Regions from separate parts of the Gossypium hirsutum genome. Here all the other regions are linked to region 2. A link is a contact called in public Hi-C data. All regions are on one chromosome and are shown on one strand. Each heading gives the region's core, a stretch centred on a gene start, on an enhancer-like site or on the middle of the called end of the contact. The rest is flanking DNA. Distances are from core to core; before and after follow the strand shown. Region 1 overlaps LOC107897884 (a long non-coding RNA gene). Region 2 has its middle 33 kb from the start of LOC107915406. Region 3 has its middle 10 kb from the start of LOC107895890.

Region 1 (2,776 bases), core at 248-2,747, 820 kb before region 2:
TTTGTTACACCCCACCATTGAAGGGAGATTAGGGTATTTATCCAGATTTAGATTCTGATTAACCCCCAAAACCCTACAAACCTCATCTCTGTGAAACTGATCAACATTGGAACTGAAAAAGATCTCTAACTTGTCGAAGTTGACTTTTTGGCCAGAACAGTTAACATAAACCTCTAAAATATCTTTGATCACCATTGCTCTATTGATAGACGCATCTCCAATGATAAGGCTATCATCTGCAAAAAACAAATGGGTGATTCGTGGTGCTTGCCTACTAACCCGAAAGCCATTGACAACTCCCCTAGTAGCAGCCATTCTAAGAAGAGTCGACAAGCCTTCACCACATATAAAGAATAAATAAGGACTAATAGGGAACCCTTGGCGAAGGCCTCAAGACAGGAAAAATGAATCCCCCACCTCCCCATTCATAAACATAGAATACAAGATCGACGTGACACAAATAGTAACTTTCTCAATCCACCTATCCAAAAACCCCATCCTTCGAAGCATAACATGCATAAAACTCCATTCAACCTGGTCATAAGCTTTACTAATATCAAGTTTTAAAGTAAATGACCCCTTTCTCCCTATTTGTTTTCTCTTCATAGAATGTAAAGTTTCATATGCAGCTATGATATTATCCGTAATGAGTCTTCCCAAGACAAAAGCACTTTATGCTTCACCATTACACAAATGGAGAATCTTTTGAAACCTATTCGCCAAAATCTTTGAAATGATTTTATATAAAATATTACAAAGACTAATAGGTCTAAATTGAGTCATGTACCGAGGAGAACTGACCTTGGGAATTAAAACAAGTTTTGTGTTGTTAATTTCAGCCATATTATGCAACCCCTACAACGTCTCAATACAGAAATTAGCCACATCTTTGCCCATGATATGCCAAAACCTTTGGTAGAAAATCATCCCTATCTCATCTTCGCCAGAAGCTTTTAGTGGGCTCATGGCTTTAAGAGCCGAACACACCTCTTCATATGTAAAATCCTTCTCAAGGTCCTCGTTCATCTGTTGAGAAATACATGGCTCAACACCTTCTAAATTGAGCTTGGATCTCCAACACTTTTCGTTGTAAAAAGAGAAGTAAAATAATCAGTGGCCAGCCATAATAAAGTAGCATTGCTCGCATGGGTATTACCCTCGCCATCCACTAACTCTTCCACCTTATTCCTTTTACATCGATCAATTACCGATTGGTGGAAAAACGGGTATTTCTATCCCCATTTTTCAGCCAATTCGCTCTAGCTCTCTATTCCCATAAAGCTCCTCCTTATCCACCTCCATATTAATTTGCAGCTTGGTCTCTACAATTTTCCCCAAAATCTCGTCCGTAGGGATTTCGTTATTTAGTTGAAGCAACTGTTTTTCCAACTCTTTCTTCGTGATAGACTTTTTTTTTAATTCCCCTAAACCATTCCTCAAGGCCCATACCCATAGCCTTTATCTTATTTGGAATAGGCCCCACACTCTCGGTCCAAATTCTTCTTACCTCCAATTCACAAGAGTCCTTCAGCAACCACGAAGCTTCAAATCTGAACTGCCACTGCTTCGAATGTTGATTCCCAAAATTTGAATTAAGCAACAGAGGGCAATGGTCTGAAAATGCATGAGATAGATGACTTAATTTAAAATTAGGAAATAAATCCCACCAAGGATGATTCGCAATACCTCTATCAAGACGTTCTCAAATATTATTAATTCTCATACGTCCTTTTTCCCAAGTAAACCACTGACCATTGAAACCAATATCAGTGAGAGAACAGTCATCCATAACTTTTCGAAATCTACACATTTGTCTTTCCCTCCTAGTTAGCCCCCCTTTCTTCTTAGATGAATATGCAATTTCATTGAAATCTCCAATAACAACCTAAGGAATCTGTGGGGAATCATTCAGAGTACGTAGCAAATTCTAAGATGTTTCTCGCAAATTTTCCTCTGGTGCTTCGTAAACCCCCTTACATCTCCAAGTTTTCCCCTCTGAATCCTCATCAATCATAACATCTATCTGCCTACTTGAAAAAGAGAGAAGAGAGATTTTGCAATTATTATTCCAGCCTAACGATAAACCCCTACTTCTACCATTTGAATCAACATCAATTCCATTAAGAAAACCGCACTTGGGTCTGACCTTCTCCATCTGATAACCTTGAAGTTTTGTCTCAATTAAAAACACCACCGTGGGACTTATATCTTTCAGCCTATGCTAGAGACGATTGATAGTTCGAGGCCTCCCCAAGCCCCAAACATTCCAGCTTAGGAGTTTCATTGCTCCCGCTGGCTTATTTAGTAAGGCCTGCCGATCTTGAATTATTGTGTACTTGCAAATAAGTAACAAGAGTTTCGTTAAACAATATGGTGAATTCAGGGTCTTTTGAGTCCATCACTGTGCATTATTGGACCATTAGTTTCTTCATGGGTTACCATCTCCTCATCAAACTCGTCATTGCTTTGGATCATAACCCCAAGTTTTATTGGGCCTATATTAACAATAGCCTTTCATTTTTCTTTCACAGAAGCAGAAACATAATCTTTTTGACTAATCCCCTCATTAATTCCTTTAATTACTAGATTTGATGTCAGAATCTCCCCTTTTCTTCTTTCCCCCATTGATCTCGTGTTACCAAAATTAGAAAGATTCTTTCCTTTGTCTTCCACAAGCCATTTACTCTTCCATGACTGGTTGTTTCTTGATTGAGCGCGTAAAGAAATATCCCACTTAAAAACCTGCTTTGATTGTGGCTGGATAACTCTCAACAGA
Region 2 (3,086 bases), core at 216-2,715:
TAGCAAGGAGGGCCACATTAAACTTAGCTAGATCTTGAAAACCCAGCCCTCCTGCATATTTAAGTGCACAAATTTTCTTCCAACTAACCAATGTATTCCCTTCCGACCCTGTCCTTTTTGCCACCAGTACCTTGTAATAATAGACTCCAATTCATCACACAAATTTTTTTAGCAGTAGAAAACACATCATAGAATAAGTCAAAATTGCCTACAGTACAGATTTGATAAAGACTTCTCTCCCACCTTGTGACAGACATCTAAAACTCCAGCCATCGACTCTCTTTTTAATTTTGTCCTTTAGATTCTGAAAGGAAGATTTTTTCTTCTTACCTACCACATTGGGAAGACCAAAATACTTCTCTATATCGTTTGATCTTCGCATTCCTAACAAATTCGTGACTGTGAATCAATCATCTTCTGAGGTATTTGTGCTAAAAAACACCATTGATTTTTCAAAATTCACACATTGCCTTGAACAGGATTCATACTCTTTTAAAACTTCTTTGACTTTGCTCGTTCCTCGAGTTGTTGCCTCCCCAAAAATGATACAATTATCAGCAAAGAGAATGTGTGAAATCTGTGGACCACACCTATTTGCTTTCAATCTTTTAGTATTCCCTCTTTTGATAGCCGAACACATAAGTGATGAAAGACCTTCACTGCATATAAGAAACAAATATAGACTTAGAGGGTCCCCCTGCCATAGTCCTCTCTTTGGTTGAAAACATTCTCCTTTAACTCTGTTTAGAAGAATAGAGTAAAAGACCGTGCATCTCAAAATAAAAGATACCCAGGAATGAGCGAAACCCATGCGTTTCATCATAGCCCCAAGGAACTCCCATTCAATCCTATCATAGGTTTTACTCATGTTCAATTTTAAAGCCATGTGCCCTTTCTTCCCTATTCTTTTCTTTTTTAACGTATGCATGATCTCATAAGCCATTAGCATGTTATCAGTAATGAGCCGGCCTAGGACGAAGGCACTCTATGCTTTGTCAATGCACACTTCTAAAACATTCTAAAATTTGTTTGCTACTGCTTTTGCTATTATTTTGTATAGAAAATTGCAAAGACTAATAGGCCTAAAATTTTTCATATCTGTGGGCTGTGAAATTTTAAGAATTAAAAAAATATTGGTAACATTTATGTTTGCAATTTCCTTTCCTTGATTTAAAAATTCTAAGCAAAAGGATGTTACCTCACTTTCTACTATGTGCCAGCATTTTTGGAAGAAGATAGATAGGAACTCATCATCACCAGGAGCCTTTGTGGGACCCATTGACTTCAAAGCGATCCATATTTCTTATTCAGTATAGTTTGCCCTAATCTTTGCATTAGTATCTTTGTTAATGCATCTTTCCACCCCTTCCAAAATCAATTCTGGGTTACTTATACCCCTCGACGTAAACAGCTCCTGGAAATAAGTCTTTGCAATATTAGCTTTCCCATCCTCATCAAACATGTGTTCCCCTAAATTGTTCTACAAACTGTTGATAACATTAGCCCTATTCCTCTGGGTGACCCACCTATGGAAGAATGTTGTATTTCTATCGCCCAATTTTAGCCAATCTGCGCGAGCTCTTTGTTCCTAATAGGCTTTATCTTTATCGATTTCCATATTTAGATGTATTTTTGTAGCAATAATTTCATCTAAATTTTCATCGTTCCTATCCTCTTGCATTAATTTATCCAGCTTACTACATAAGTGCTTCTTGATGCCTCGTCTAGCATTCTTTACTTGACATGCCCACTGACTAATCGTCTGCTTGAGTCCTTCCAGCTTATCCGATAGAACCCCTTGCATATTACCCCAAGAATCCTTTGCCTCTTTTCAAAAGTACTTTCAAGTAACCACCATGCTTTGAACCGAAATGCAGGCTTACGACATTTTTTATTCTCCTTCTCAGTGATAAAAGAATAGGGCAATGGTTAGAGTGTGAATAAGCTAAATGTTGAATCCGTGCATGTGGGAAGTCCAAAAACCATGCTACATTCGCTACCCCTCTATCAAGCCTTTCCCGTATATTTGTTGAAGCAAAATTATCCCTTTCCCACGTGAACCATAAACCCAAAAAACCTATATCCATTAATTGACACTCCTCAAGAGCAACAGGAAAAGCCTCCATTCTCTTTTCCTCTCTTAGAACCCCTCATTCGTTCTCAAAAGAGTAAAGAATTTCATTAAAATCCCCACAGACTATCCAAGGATAAGATCAGAGTCTTCCTAGTTGCCTCAATAAATTCCAAGTATTGGATCGCTCATTTTGAACGGGGTTCCTATAGAAACCCGTAAAACGCCAAACTTTGCTGTCAGGCTTTCCTTTTATCAGGCTATCAATATGGTTATTCGAACTACTGATTATGGTTACCTGAACATCGTGTTTTCATGTCAATGATAAACCCCCTTTCGAACCATCAGCTTCCACATCAAAACTATTCATGTACCCACATCTCTTCCTAATACTTTCCATTCGTGTAGCATTTACCTTTGTCTCCATAATGAAGACCAGTTGGGGATTGTGTTGCTTCAGTAAAAACCGAAGTCTTCTATTTGCTCGAGGACTCCCCAATCCTCGAACTTTCCAACTAATTATTTTCATTGGCTCCGGTCGGCTAGCCTACTGGCAGCTGTCGATCCAAAATGTAGAGGTACCATCAACTGATCTCCCATTTCCTCCAAGATTGAAGATTTAACCCCATCAGACTCCATTCTACCCTTTTTTTAAATTTTATTGTCACCAATCAAGTTTCCACGTAATTCCTCCTCAAATGTAAAACTTCCCCTTTTACTTGACATAACCATCATCTAAACGTCATCGCTCTGTCTTATTCTGCCTATACGCGTTTATCTTGATTTTTTAGAGTTTCCCAGATAACCCATCTCAGTTATATTCATGTCTGAACCATCAACCACAGTTTCTTCCCTGCGTATAGGTTCTGTGAGAGAAACCCCAATCTCGGTAACTTTTTCTACTATTCCTTTCTGAGTATTTGTCACCTTTATCACCTTATTCACCTTTTTTGTAGGTAATTTTGCATGTAACTTATTTCCCATCTCCTCCTCCACCCTTGTTTCTTTTCCTTCT
Region 3 (2,700 bases), core at 3-2,502, 730 kb before region 2:
TGATTAAGTTTGAAACCTTACCTTGTGCATAGTGGAGGTGCAATTTCAAACTTGTTAGGGTTGAGGCACACCCACCCAATGTTACGTGATGTGAAATGTTTAAATGTTGATGCCCGAATTTGTCTTATTACAATTTAAATATAAATTATTCTATTCATGTTTTATTTATATTTATATATTTTGTTTGCTAAACAACATTTTATTTATTTTTGAATTATTTGATTCTAGGTTTTGAATATTCGCCTTCATTTATTATTGAAATATCGTTATTTTTTGTTGAAATTTTTGAATATTAGTGACTACGAAATTCACATACCTAAATATTGTGATTGTTTAAGATGAGGCATTAACTGATTCTACAGACTACACTAAAGATATGCTCCATAATTAAATTTTGGGTGATCTCTTCGCCTTGCATTATATGTTTTGGAATAATGATCGTATCATTTTTAGGGTGGTTTTGGAAAATTTTCAACAACAAAAACTTCTACTAAAAAGTCGCCTTGAAGAATTGAGCATGCATCCACCGTATGATAAAGAATAGCACAGATGCCACATACCCTAGCTTGTGGCATCAATAATCTTCCTCTCCGTAGGAAGTAACCCTTAGAAAAAATATTGAATAAGAGATTGTGTGATAATTTCATGTTGCGGATAGTTTGTATATATATATTTGAATTGCTCTTAATCTTAAAAAATTAATCATATAATAATTCAGTGTCTTTTTCTTTGATTTTACAAATCTTCTCTCGAATCTTGATAGCTCAAAATGTTAAGAAAAACTTATTAATAAATTAACATGTTATTTTAGCTCATGTAGTCATTAACGTGGTAATTAAAATAATCATTCTTTATCCAAAAAGGAAAACCTCGAAGCTTTATTTGTTCTTCTGTTACCTCTTGCGGTTTCATGCTCGACAAACAATGTAGAATTCCTTGAGGTGTTTGTAGGGGTCCTAATTTTGTAAATCGTGGGAAGTGGGGAATTTCCATTCAAATGACGCGTATAGATTTGAAAAAGTGATGCAGAGTGGCTACTGATCTACAGTTGCCTCAACAAGTCGTCTCAATGAACTATATAACACATGTGCCACCAACCTCATTAAATAACTTTAATCAGGATATGTAATGCCGTTAGTTCTATAACTTCTCTCAGAAATTTGAATTTGAAGGGACCCTTGCAAAGACTGATAAATTCTTGGGCCAAGCTTTCAAAGCATTGGATCGAGACACTGTGATTTGTATTAAAAGGCCTTTGGTTTTGGGCATTACTGATGCGACCCAAATCCCTTTAAGACCCAATAGGCCTCTATGCTTTCCCCATAACGTCATTATAAGGAAAAAAAAACAGAATAAAAGCTCGTGAATCGGAGGATCCATCCTCTACGACTCTATTCTATCTCAATAGTCTCCAACAATTCAACCAAAATCAAAGGATCAACCATTTCTAGTCATTTCAAAATGAAAAAAACAGGTGATAATGTTCTAAGTTGACATGCTTTTGTGGTTAATTCTAATTAATTTTAGACAGACACTACTAATTTTGTTACTTTATAGGTGCAACACATGTTTAAGATATTAAAATACAAGTTGGAATGTAAATCACTGGGAAAGATTTGGCATGAAATCAAAAAGTGACATATAAGACTTTTTAGATTTTAAGATTAGTTTTATTTTAGTAGTTAATTTTATATTTATTTCAATTTGTAAAGATATGTAATTAGGAGTTTAATTAGTATTAGATTATCTTTTTTTTTTGGTGAGAAGTATTAGATTATCTTTTTAATCAGTTATGTAAAATTAAAATTTATCTACAAGAATTAAATTGAACACATTTTCTCCATTTTTTAAGGGGGGGCAATAGTCCAACAAAGAAAAGATCGACTTATCATTTGGTTTTAAGCAGTAGCCGCGCTCCATTGTTTGAGGGATTCTTTCTTTTCCGATTTTAAATTAATAAAGTTTTTCATTTTCCATTGTTATTCTCTTATTATGAGCAACTAAAATTTATTCCAGCCAAGAGTCAACAAAAATTAGATGTTTAATAAAGTTTTGATATGTCACGTGGTTTAATTTTAAGTTCGAATATCGAGAAATTACGAGGAAACTTAAGGAATGATTCAAATGAAGAATTTTATGATAGGAATTTTATAGTGGAGAAGGAAATATGTGAAAAGAGTTGTAAAGTGGAAATATAATAAAAATGATCAAATCGTAAATTTTGAAGAGTACGAGGATTAATGTATAAAATTGACCAAAAATAGAAAATATGAATTATGATGGATTAATTGACATGGAATGATTTGGAAAGTTTTGTGGTGAGATGGAAATTACTTTTTGGACTAAATTGGAAAACTTTAAATACTACAGGGACTAAATTATAAATTTCTATTCTTGGCTGGATAAGAGCTAAAGTGTAATTTTTACTACTTATGGAATGATATTAAAGATTTATGATGAATTATGGGCTTGAATTGTCCTAAGTATCGAATTCTAAGAGGAAATCACTAAAAAGGACAAAAAGGGATTAATTAGTAATTTTGCTGTAAAAGGGTAATTTGGTCAATTCTTAAGATTTTTATGATGAAAATAATATTTAAATATGATATTTGATATAAAAAATTAGTTTGGAATTTTAGAATCTTGTATTAAAAGTTTGTACCACAGTTTGACAAAAATTGGACATTTAACACATGGGCT

The links. Hi-C and Micro-C count contacts between places; a contact is called where the count stands out from the background.
Region 1: a contact with region 2 is called in a Hi-C map of hypocotyl, with 2.6 times the contacts expected there. The contact joins two enhancer-like sites. A contact is called at or near these places in 4 of 34 Hi-C or Micro-C datasets (hypocotyl and leaf).
Region 3: a contact with region 2 is called in a Hi-C map of hypocotyl, with 2.9 times the contacts expected there. The contact joins two enhancer-like sites. A contact is called at or near these places in 3 of 34 Hi-C or Micro-C datasets (hypocotyl and leaf).

What each region holds. Positions count from the first base shown.
Region 1 is chrA10:30,577,589-30,580,364 of Gossypium_hirsutum_v2.1, forward strand. The region is part of intron 3 of LOC107897884 (a long non-coding RNA gene); the gene reads left to right. Among protein-coding and RNA genes, the nearest start is that of LOC107897884, 3.5 kb to the left of the region's middle. Within about 2 kb of position 1,498, at least 8 of the 9 cell types and tissues checked have an H3K27ac peak or open chromatin away from gene starts, as enhancers often do. A contact at or near this core is called in hypocotyl, where this site is marked.
Region 2 is chrA10:31,397,081-31,400,166 of Gossypium_hirsutum_v2.1, forward strand. No RefSeq gene overlaps it. Among protein-coding and RNA genes, the nearest start is that of LOC107915406, 33 kb to the right of the region's middle. Within about 2 kb of position 1,466, at least 4 of the 9 cell types and tissues checked have an H3K27ac peak or open chromatin away from gene starts, as enhancers often do. A contact at or near this core is called in hypocotyl, where this site is marked.
Region 3 is chrA10:30,670,604-30,673,303 of Gossypium_hirsutum_v2.1, forward strand. No RefSeq gene overlaps it. Among protein-coding and RNA genes, the nearest start is that of LOC107895890, 10 kb to the right of the region's middle. Within about 2 kb of position 1,253, at least 3 of the 9 cell types and tissues checked have an H3K27ac peak or open chromatin away from gene starts, as enhancers often do. A contact at or near this core is called in hypocotyl, where this site is marked.